Regions from separate parts of the Mus musculus genome. Here region 1 is linked to region 2. A link is a contact called in public HiChIP or PLAC-seq data. All regions are on one chromosome and are shown on one strand. Each heading gives the region's core, a stretch centred on a gene start, on an enhancer-like site or on the middle of the called end of the contact. The rest is flanking DNA. Distances are from core to core; before and after follow the strand shown.

Region 1 (5,477 bases), core at 259-2,758, 1.2 Mb before region 2:
TAGCCCAGGCTGGCCATCAACTTCCTGTCTTGGCCTTTTGGGTGCCTGTGTTACCATACCTGGGCACACTGTTTTTCTCAACATAAGTCTAAGACTGTGTCCCAGAACACCTAACATATTTACTAATTGAACTTCCCAGGAAGAAAAAAAAAAGGTTGCAAACACTTTGCCTGCAGTGTGGAACAACCACAGGAAATATTAATGTCTTAAGAGAGTCAAACAAGAAAGAGAGAGAGAGAGAGAGAGAGAGAGAGAGAGAGAGAGAAGGGAGGAAGGAAGGAAGGCCACTTTAGCTGTAAGACACTGGTTCATGTCTCAAAAATACCAAAAAAAAAAAAAAAACCCAATAAAGAAACAAACACAAGCACTAAGCCTTCATCTTCCAACACACACACAAGACAGCACTTTCACTCTGGATGCTAGAGCAAGCAAGGGTGTGTGTGTGTGTGTGTGTGTGTGTGTGTGTGTGTGTGTTCTGAGGGTGAATTCTACTGCCCTTGCTCTCCAGCTGGAAAAAACAAGCACAAACAAACTAGTTGCTGGCTCAGGGCTGCGTGTATTTCACCACCGTACCCCCCAGGTTTTTTCCTGTTTCCAGGTAGCAGGCGTGCTGCGGCATGATTGACCTGGCTACATTTGTTTGTTTCCTGGTGCATAAAATATCATTCTACATGTTTACAAATTCATACTTGGATTCTTCACAGCACTTCTGGGACATCTCTTAAAAATCTGAAAAGTATCTGATTCTGCTAAAATGCAGAAACAACTACAGAAATTATAAAGGAAAGGCCCTTCCAAAATTAAAGTACTAAAAAAAATCACAAGTGTTTTTTTCTTTTCTTTTCTTTTTTTTTTTTAAACTAGAGGCGGGGAGGCTGAGGTGGTATCTGGGGCACCGGGTTACCTCAGCGATGGTCCTGAAAGCTGGAGCTTTTGAATATTTTCCCGTAATTTTGAATTTTGTAAATCCATAATCCAATAAAAAATTTCACGTGAACTAGCATTTCCATGCATAGGTGTTCCGAAATTACCATTTTCCCAATACGGATCCCCGCGAACGCTCGCTCGCGCTCCGAGTCTCTTCCAGGTCGCCCTTCCTTGCGACCAGCATTTGTTCTCTATGCCCCCATCCAGCCCTAGGACAGAACGTGGACCCCCGCCCGCCAGCGCAGGCGACACCGCGGCAGGGGGCTGAGGTGCGCACGGCGTCTGGGGCGAGGGGTTACCTCAGCGATGGTCTTTGACACCTGAAAGCTGGAGCTTTTGAAGAGCCCCACCACCTTCAGCTTCAGGGGCGGCTCGGGCGGCAACCGCACGTGACATGCTGGGGGCTTCGACTTGGGCCGGCACGGCTGCTGGGTGGCCATGGCAGGGACAGCAGAGAGCCCGGAACACAAATAGTGCGAGTCGCCAGGGCAACCGCGTGGCTCCTCCCCGAACGCCCGCAAGGGGCGGGACCTGAGTGAGTTCGTGGGCGGGGCCTCGCATCAACTTCAAGCCTGTTGCTGGTGGAAGCCGAGCCGGGAACAAGGGAGGAACCTGTAGGCCGCGGTGCGGAGAACCCACCGAAGGACCTAAGAATCTGGAACAGTCCACCCGAGATTCCTTCCAGGACTGCCGGCGGCCTCGCGCAGCCAGCCCGGGATTTGCAGCCGACCTTCTTTCCGGGTGGAAGGACGGCCTTTGTCCCAGTAACGCAGGAGTCGCCCCCCACCCCCAACCAGCTCGCGTTCCTGGGTCGGGGCAGCGCAGGACAGGGCAATAAGCCTGTGCGCGCAATCCGCCTCGCCGCCCTTGCTCCGAAGCACTCCAGCCATGAAGCTCAACTTTTCTCTACGGCTGAGAGTTTTCAATCTCAACTGCTGGTAAGTAAGTGCTCCCAGGCGTGGGCTGCAGCCTCGGAGCCACCTTCCAGTCCCCTCTCGCACATGCCTAGGAAGGAAGCAGGTCTTCTTCAGCCGAGCTAGACCCTGTCCTTCCCGAACCACCAAAGTCCACATCGCCTAAAGACCAGAGCTTGGGTGGTTGCAGCAATCACCAAAGTCCCTATCATCCAAAGCTGAGGTGATGACAGCAGTAATCGTCCCAAACCTGGCCCATGTCTTTCCTTTTAAATGATTTACTTTTATTTTATGTACATTTGGTGTTTTGCCTGTATGTATGTCTGTGTGAAGGTGCCAGATTCTCTGGAACTGGAGTTACAGACAGTTGTAAGCTGTCATGTGCTTGCTGGAAATTGAACTGCTGACCCATCTCTTCTGCCCCCTGCGTCCTCCACCCCTTTTAGGGACATCCCCTACCTGAGCAAACATAGGGCGGACCGCATGAAGCGCTTGGGAGACTTTCTGAACTTGGAAAACTTTGATCTGGCTCTCCTGGAGGAGGTGAGGTTGTAGGGCAGGCTAGGTTGGAGGAGGGCAGCAGGCGGCAGGCGGCGCAGGAAAACTGTTCTGTCTGGGATGAAATCCAAGCAAGTATCCTCACCTTCTTCCTCAGGTGTGGAGTGAGCAGGACTTCCAGTACCTAAGGCAAAGGCTATCGCTCACCTATCCAGATGCACACTACTTCAGAAGGTGAAAAGCCTGTGTTCTCAGCCTGTTCTCAGACGAGGAAGCTCTCCAACATTCTTGCTTGCACCCTCGATCTTCTTCCTCTGGGTGTGAGAAGAGCAGGCCGTCACCCTCATCTTGCAAGGGCTGCTGTCTTAGGCTTTGTTCTGGGGTTGATCTTAGCAGTAGAGCTGGGAGACCGCGGAGGGGAAGAGGGCTGGCTGGGTACTCCCCTCCTTGCTCTTCTGGTTATTAAGCAAGAGTTGGTTTTCAGCGGGATGATAGGCAGTGGCCTCTGTGTGTTCTCCAAACACCCAATCCAGGAAATCTTCCAGCATGTCTACAGTCTGAATGGTTACCCCTACATGGTAAGGATCTCTTCCCTATCCTTGCTAACACAGACTGGACGCAGCCTTCCTGGGGCCTTGGCAGGAGGGTGTCAGTACCCTGAGTTTTTGTCTTCTCTTGCCTGCAGTTCCATCATGGAGACTGGTTCTGTGGGAAGTCTGTGGGGCTGCTGGTGCTCCGTCTAAGTGGACTGGTGCTCAATGCCTACGTGACTCATGTGAGTGGGGCTAGCCAGGCTTAGGCAGTGGGTCAAGCAGCCCAATGCTATGGTGGAGAAGAGACGCCACTAGTTAGTTCTGCTGCCTGGGGATAAGGCATGGGATCAGAAGCTAGCATTGGGCAAGGTTCACCCATTCCCTGTCACACTCTGCCATGTGACAGATGACAAGCTTGATTCAGACAGCCTTCTCTTTGATTTCACCTATTCCACTTTAGCTACATGCTGAGTACAGCCGACAGAAGGACATCTACTTTGCACACCGTGTGGCCCAAGCTTGGGAACTGGCCCAGTTCATCCAGTGTGTGAGCCTGGGCTTGATGGGGGCTGTGGGGTGGGACGGGGGTTGAGGAGTGGCAGTTATCCTTGAGAGGGCACATAATAAGGGAAGAATTTCCTCCTTGCCGCTCTTCCCCCAACTCAGCCACACATCCAAGAATGCAGATGTGGTTCTATTGTGTGGAGACCTCAATATGCACCCCAAAGACCTGGGCTGCTGCCTGCTGAAAGAGTGGACAGGGCTCCATGATGCTTTCGTTGAGACTGAGGACTTTAAGGTGAGAGACTGTTTCCCACCAACTCCACACTTGTTCCAGTCTTCCTGTCTCTTAGCATCCTAGCCACCTGTTTCCCTAGGGCTCTGATGATGGCTGTACCATGGTACCCAAGAACTGCTACGTCAGCCAGCAGGACCTGGGACCGTTTCCGTCTGGTATCCGGATTGATTACGTGCTTTACAAGGTCAGGCTCTTATTCCCGGTGTGCCTTCTCCAGTATCTTCCTTCCTCTGTCACTAGCCCACGCTTTAGTTCAGCTACAGTCTTGGGCCACTGATGGCTAAAGAATAGAATCCTGTCGGCTGGTTCTCTGGGAGAATTTAAGCTTCTCCATGTTCTTGCTCTTCCTAGGCAGTCTCTGAGTTCCACGTCTGCTGTGAGACTCTGAAAACCACTACAGGCTGTGACCCTCACAGTGACAAGCCCTTCTCTGATCACGAGGCCCTCATGGCTACTTTGTATGTGAAGCACAGCCCCCCTCAGGAAGACCCCTGTACTGCCTGTGGTAAGCAGCATTTCCTTTGCCCCCTCTACTTTAAGGCAGCCCCGCCTCCATCCTGACCCTCCCCTGCTCTACGTTCTCTCTTTTTCCAGGCCCACTGGAAAGGTCCGATTTGATCAGCGTGCTAAGGGAGGCCAGGACAGAGCTGGGGCTAGGCATAGCTAAAGCTCGCTGGTGGGCTGCATTCTCTGGCTATGTGATCGTTTGGGGGCTGTCCCTTCTGGTGTTGCTGTGTGTCCTGGCTGCAGGAGAAGAGGCCAGGGAAGTGGCCATCATCCTCTGCATACCCAGTGTGGGTCTGGTGCTGGTAGCAGGTGCAGTCTACCTCTTCCACAAGCAGGAGGCCAAGGGCTTATGTCGGGCCCAGGCTGAGATGCTGCACGTTCTGACAAGGGAAACGGAGACCCAGGACCGAGGCTCAGAGCCTCACCTAGCCTACTGCTTGCAGCAGGAGGGGGACAGAGCTTAAGAGCTTAACAATAAAACTTGCTTGACACACTCTAGTGGCTCTACCTTGTTCCTTGCAGAGGCATGATGGGAACTGAAGGTCAGTGGCCTTGTCACTGTGTGGCTTTAGAGCGTTGGCCTCTCACTTGCCTTTTTTGCACACTCCCGTCTCCTGCCAGCACAGAGCATAAACCCTGTTCATGGTCATAATCCTTTTATTGTAAACAACGAAGCCTCTGACTAAGCAGTCCAGATGGCGGAGGTACAGCCCTTGTGATGGTGTCTTGCTTACGGGGCAGGGAGGCAGCTAACCATCATCTTCTAGCCCTGGGCTCCCATCTATGCAGGCATCTCTCTGAGCCTCCGTTCCTCCTGGAATTGGATCAGAGCATCCCGCTGGTTCACCACCTCCAACAGCTTCCTTAGGACCTGGTTCTCAGACTGCAGGTCGGCCTCTGTCTTCATAGTTTCTAAAAGGAGATGAAGCTTAGACCACAGGAACCTGGCCAGAGGACTGTGTTCCTTGGTCAGTATCCAAGGTCATGAGGTAGCCCACAGACCTTCCCGATTCATGTAGCCCCGCAACTCGTGGTCTAGCTGCCGCTGCTTCTCTTCCAGATCCAGCTCCTGCACCCTGTGGAAACGAGAGACAGCAGATGCACAGCTTGGCAGGGCACTCACAGGGATGGGACCTGGCTCCCATGCCATGTCGCCACCCCCCTACCTCCACCCCCCCCACCCCACCCCCGGCCTTACGTGATCATGAGCTCGGCCTCTTCAGTCACTAGGCTGTTCTTCTTCTGAATGAGCCGTAGCAGCTGATCCAGCCAGAGTTTCTTCTGCTGTTCTGGAGAGCC
Region 2 (5,349 bases), core at 551-3,050:
AAACTTACTGTATCTTACTCTTATGTAAGTGCAAAATGTTCATTTCTGAGACAAGATGTTACCTCTAAAGGCTCTTTTACAAGAACTCTGCTATAAAACATATTTTTAAGCCTGGTATGGTGGTGTATACCTTTAATTCCAGCAGAGGCAGGAAGCTCTCTGTAAGCTCGAGGAAAGCTTGGTCTACAAAACGAGTTTCAAGACAGCCAGGACTGTTACATAGAGAAACCCTCTCGAAAAACTAAAACAACAACAACAACAACAACAAAAAGGAGAAAATAAAAATTCTCATATAAGTTTTCCAAGTAAAAGAGCAAGAAGGAGCAGATTGTTAAATCACTTGTCGCCTCCTAGTGGCAGTGTCTTAATATTGCGACCACTATCACATTTAATATTCTTTATTTACTAGTTCAGGTTAATAGCCTTCCTCATAGATTTTTTTTTCCTCTGCAAGGAGCTTCAGTCATGCTTGCAGAAGACCTAAGTTTACTTCACACACAACTACTAATAGGACAAAATTCTTTCCTGTTTTGTTGTTCATAAGCACTTAAAATTTTTCTTGCAGTTAATGGTCTCGTGAACATTATAACTACATTCATACTAAGAACAAGAAAGGCAGGTCAGCCAGGCTGTAGTGAACACCCTAAACCCCAGCACTTAGGAGGCTGAGGCAGGCAGAAAGCAGAACTTGAGTTGGAGGTCGTCTGGGACCATACAGAGAGGAATGACCGGGCTACACAGTATAAGCCATGTAAAATACAAGAGGAAAGATATCCATTTAGTAGCTCAGGACCAAAGCATCTACTCTAACTTTCAACTAAATATAAAAGAAACCACTCAGACTGTGTCCTCTCCCTCTCAACCCTCAAGAGAGTTGAGAACGATCATCAATGGCAGATAGCAGTTGCAAAATGCAGCACTAAAAGCCGGCTTCACGCTCAGGAAAGGACACTCTGTCTCCTCCTCGTGGTTTCGGGTGCTCTACACAGTCAGAGAAACTTCTCTAGTAACAAACTATAGAAATGATCCCTGAAAGTATAGTCTTAGTTTAGCGTTGCCAGCCGCCGCGAGGCCACCTCTGACAGCACATTTTTAACTAATGGTGACATTCCCCACCCGCCCCCCCCCCCCCGCGAAAACCCCGTAATATTCTCCTAAGGAATACCATACACATGCACTTTCGAAGCTGTGTTCGTATATTATTTTGCAAAAAAAAAAAACAAAAACAAAAACTCATTCTGAATACTTATGACTTGTAAACTAACTCAGAATCAAGTTCATAATTAACATATTGAGGATAATAGCCAATCACACGCCAGTGTCTTCAGTCATCCTAAGAAAATCACTTCCGGACCAGTTTTAAAGGGTGGGTGCGGCTCCTCAGGCTGCGTTTTACTTAAGATGGGTGTTGATTTGTGTCCTCTGCGGTCTGAATTCCACCCTGTCCCAGTAGCGTCACTGCTGGGTTTGTGTTAACTAAGTAGCCACTCTGGCCTAGAATTTGCATTAATCCTCTCCCTCCCGCGTCCTTAGATGTTGGGATGAAAAGTGGAGGCCACCATTGATCCTCTAGTCTCCTTCGGCAGACAATAAACGTGAGGTTTTGTTTTATAGTGGAGGCAGTTGATTACGCTCATCCTCAGCTACTTACTGAGTTCAGTGTAGCCTGAGCTCTATGAGCCACGTTCTTCAAAGTGGGGCTAAATACCCTAAATTCCCGAAGCTCGGAGCGTGTCGAGTCTCCACGTGGGACCCACTTACGGAAGCCTGGCGTCGCCATCTTGCTTTCTGGCCGGAAGCCGGACGCCGCTGCCCGTATCCAAAATGGCATCCACAGGGGGCGTGGCCAGTGATGGCGTCTCCGAACGCTATGGCGGCGGCAGTGGATCCCATTTGGGAGGACTTGGAGGAGGAGGAAGAGGAGCTAGAGGAGGTTGTAAGCGAGGGTCAGAGGCCTGCGGCGCGGGCGGTCTTGGTTGAGCCACCCCTGGGTGGGGAAGGGAGTCTGGGATGCGGACGGAGGGAGGGAGGCCGGTAGACAGCTCGCTGGCTTTCCGAAGCCCGAGAAGCCGTGGAGGGCTAGCTTCAGTTCTGGTTTACCCATTCTAGAAAGAATCGGTTTCCACCAGAAACTGGATCGAGTTTTCACAGAGAAATTTGGGGCATTTCTTATTTACTGCCCCTTGTCTACCTTATTAACTTTGCTTTCTTCCACCAGGAGCAGTTTGTTCTGGTAGAATTGTCAGGAATCATTGATTCAGACTTTCTCTCCAAATGTGAAAATAAATGCAAGATTTTGGTGAGTCTTAGAATTCGGGGAATGTTGTAGATTTTCTTAAAGTTAAAACAAGACTAAAAGGTGATATGCTTGTCCACAAAGAGAGAGACGTTCATCCCACCTTACAAAGCAGTGATCAAACGCTCCAGGCTCATACCAGAAGAGTAGGTTACAAGGGAGGGATTCTATGGGAGCAGAGAAAATGCCTGACTGCTTCTTCTTCACTGTCTGAATGTGTGGCTGGAGAGAAAGAGCAAAACACCTTGTATGAAACTTCTGGGGGACTTTCAGGACAAAGCCTAATCCATGCTGTTAAGCAGTGCCTGCCTTCCTTGTAGTGGGCGTGGCCTCAGTTCTATCCTCCAATAGTACCACAGTTGAGTGTACTAGTCTGGACGCAGACTCTGGTCTAAGTGTGGATATGTATGCAGTGTTGCCCGGCCGGTCACCAAGTACCCATGTCACCTGCTTCACCATGCCTTTGGTGTGTCTTTGGCTCACTCCTCACAAGCCAATTAGGAAAAAATAGCATGAGAGCAGGCTGTCCTGGTGCACACCTGTAATGCCGGCACTGGAGAGCCCAAGGCAGGCGGATCCGAAGTTCATTGTCATCCTACCCCCCAACTCCCCGGAATGCCCTGGAACTCACTTTGTAGACCAGGCTGGCCTCGAACTCAGAAATCTGCCTACCTCTGCCTCCCAAGTGCTGGGATTAAAGGCGTGCGCCACCACCGCCTGGCTCATTGTCATCCTTAATGATATAGTAAGTTCTAGGCCACCTTGATCTACAGAAAGCCCTGTCTTCAAAATGCCTGGAGAAGACACAGTTTAAAATATTACGTTATTGCCTGATGATGATACATACCTTTAATCCCAGCACTCATGAGGCAGAGGCAAACGGATCTCTTAAGTTTGAGGCCTGCTTGGTCTGCAGAGTGAGTCCCAGGACAGTCAGGGCTGTTACACAGAGAAACCCTGTCTTTGGGGGATGGGGGTAGGGATGGGGGATAAAGCTGTTATCAAAATTTTTGGGCAAAATCCTTGGCTTCAAATATTTAAACAGGTTAATTTCTGCCACTTACCCCAACATGCCAATCAGAGATGAGTAGTGTGGTGTACATAGCAAGTTCTAAGACAGACAGACAGACCCACAGAGAGACCCCGTCTCAAAACGACAACAGAAAGTCCACTCAGGCATGGTGGACATTTTTTTTAAAGATTTATTTATTTATTTTATGTATATGAGTATACTGTAGTTGTACAGATGGTTGTGAGCCTTCATGTGGTTGTTGGGAATTGAATTTAGGACCTCTGCTCACTCTGGTCAACCCTGCTTGCTCTGGCCTAAAGATTTATTATTATAAATAAGTACACCGTAGCTGTCTTCAAACACACCAGAAGAGGGTGTCAGATTTCATTATGGGTGGTTGTGAGCCACCTTGTGGTTTCTGGGATTTGAACTCAGGACCTTTGGAAGAGCAGTCAGTGCTCCTAACCACTGAGCCATCTCTCCAGCATGGACATACTCTTAATCCCACCCAATGCATAGGAAGTGCAAACAGGCATATCTCAGTGAGCTGAGGCCAGCCTTGTGTCAGACTCACGGATGGTCTGCCTCTTTGCCTTCCAAGTGTGAAAGGCATGGCCCATCACACCTAGTCCAAGGTGCATTTTTTTTTTTTGTTTGTTTTTTTTGACACCGAGTTTCTCTGTATAGCCCTGGCTGTCTTGGAACTCACTTTGTAGACCAGGCTGGCCTCGAACTCAGAAATCCACCTGCCTCTGCCTCCCGAGTGCTGGGATCAAAGCGTGCACTACCACGCCGGGTGTCTGTCTGTCTCTCTCTCTTCCTTCCTTCCTTTCTTTCTTTCTTTTTTTCTTTCTTTCTTTTTTTTTTTTAATTGGGTTTTCCAAGACAGGGTTTCTCTGTGTTTCCCTGGCTGTCCTATAACTCACTATGTAGACCAGGATGACCTCACAAGGGCATTTTCTATTTTGTTTTGTTTTTGTTTTTTGAGACAGAGTTTCTCTGTGTAGCCCTGGCTGTTCTAGAGCTAGCTCTGTAGACCAGGCTGGCCTTGAACTCACAGAGAGCTGCCTGCCTCTGCCTCCCAAGTGCTGGGATTAAAGATATGTCCTTCACTGCCCAGTTCCAAGGGCTTTTGTTGTTGTTGTTGTTGTTTTCGAGACAGGGTTTCTCTGTGTATCCCTGGCTGTCCTGGAACTCACTGTGTAGACCAGGCTGGCCTCAAACTCACAAATCTGCCTGCTTCTGCTTCCCGAGTGCTGGGATTAAAGGCATGCGCCACCATGCCAAGGGCATTTTTAAAAGATTTTTTTTTAATATTTTTTTTAAAGATTTATTTATTATTTATTATATGTAAGTACACTGTAGCTGTCTTCAGACACTCCAGAAGAGGGAGTCAGATCTCGTTACAGATGGTTGTGAGCCACCATGTGGTTGCTGGGATTTGAACTCCGGACCTTCGGAAGAGCAGTCGGGTGTTCTTACCTGCTGAGCCATCTCACCAGCCCTAAAAGATTTTTAAATTTATTTTATGTGTATGAGTACACTGCTGCTGTCTTCAGACACACCAGAAAAAGGCATCCAATCTCATTACAGATGGTTGTGAGCTACCATGTGGTTGCTGGAATTGAACTCAGTTCCTCTGGAAGAGCTGTCAGTGCTCTTAACCACTGAGCCATGTCTCTAACCCCCCAAGGGCATTTTTTAAATGATGGTGGATTTTGTCTTTTAATCTGTTATAGGGAATTGACACGGAGAGGCCCATCATGCAAGTGGACAGCTATGTGTTTGCTGGGGAGTATGAAGGTATGGCGGTACCCGACACAAAAGCCTCTTTTTCACACGGTTCTCAGAGATGTACTGCAGCCTTTCCTGACTTGATTCATGTTTCCCCGCAGATACGCTTGGTACCTGTGTTATATTTGAAGAAGGTGTTGAACGAGGTAAGACGACCTTTTTCTTTTCTTTTTTTTTTTTTTCTTTTTTTAAAGATTTATTTATTTATTATATGTAAGTACACTGTAGCTGTCTTCAGACACTCCAG

What was found. HiChIP or PLAC-seq counts read pairs in DNA pulled down with a chosen protein or histone mark.
Region 1: a contact with region 2 is called in a FOXA1 HiChIP or PLAC-seq map of pancreatic cancer cells. The contact joins the promoter of Smpd2 here to the promoter of Gtf3c6 in region 2. A contact is called at or near these places in 4 of 39 promoter capture datasets (3T3-L1-derived adipocytes, liver, neural stem cells and 1 more), 1 of 484 Hi-C or Micro-C datasets (the 63-12 cell line), 2 of 115 datasets of contacts at active chromatin or transcription factors (embryonic stem cells and pancreatic cancer cells) and 1 of 9 other capture datasets (adipose tissue).

Annotation. Positions count from the first base shown.
Region 1 is chr10:41,486,371-41,491,847 of GRCm38.p6, reverse strand. Smpd2 (sphingomyelin phosphodiesterase 2, neutral) reads left to right here and starts at 1,508. Exons shown (of 10, transcript NM_009213.2): 1 at 1,508-1,865; 2 at 2,288-2,384; 3 at 2,497-2,573; 4 at 2,824-2,917; 5 at 3,025-3,114; 6 at 3,333-3,415; 7 at 3,539-3,671; 8 at 3,751-3,855; 9 at 4,023-4,176; 10 at 4,266-4,676. The coding sequence starts at 1,816. The coding sequence ends at 4,642. It overlaps Ppil6 (peptidylprolyl isomerase (cyclophilin)-like 6), which reads right to left and starts at 1,409. Exons shown (of 8, transcript NM_028430.1): 1 at 1,227-1,409. The coding sequence starts at 1,367. It overlaps Mical1 (microtubule associated monooxygenase, calponin and LIM domain containing 1), which reads right to left. Exons shown (of 24, transcript NM_138315.2): 22 at 5,377-5,476; 23 at 5,181-5,254; 24 at 4,818-5,090. The coding sequence ends at 4,960.
Region 2 is chr10:40,254,163-40,259,511 of GRCm38.p6, reverse strand. It overlaps Gtf3c6 (general transcription factor IIIC, polypeptide 6, alpha), which reads left to right and starts at 1,800. Exons shown (of 6, transcript NM_026113.5): 1 at 1,800-1,933; 2 at 2,219-2,299; 3 at 5,048-5,111; 4 at 5,204-5,248. The coding sequence starts at 1,853. It overlaps Rnu3a (U3A small nuclear RNA), which reads right to left and starts at 1,044; the gene lies at 833-1,044.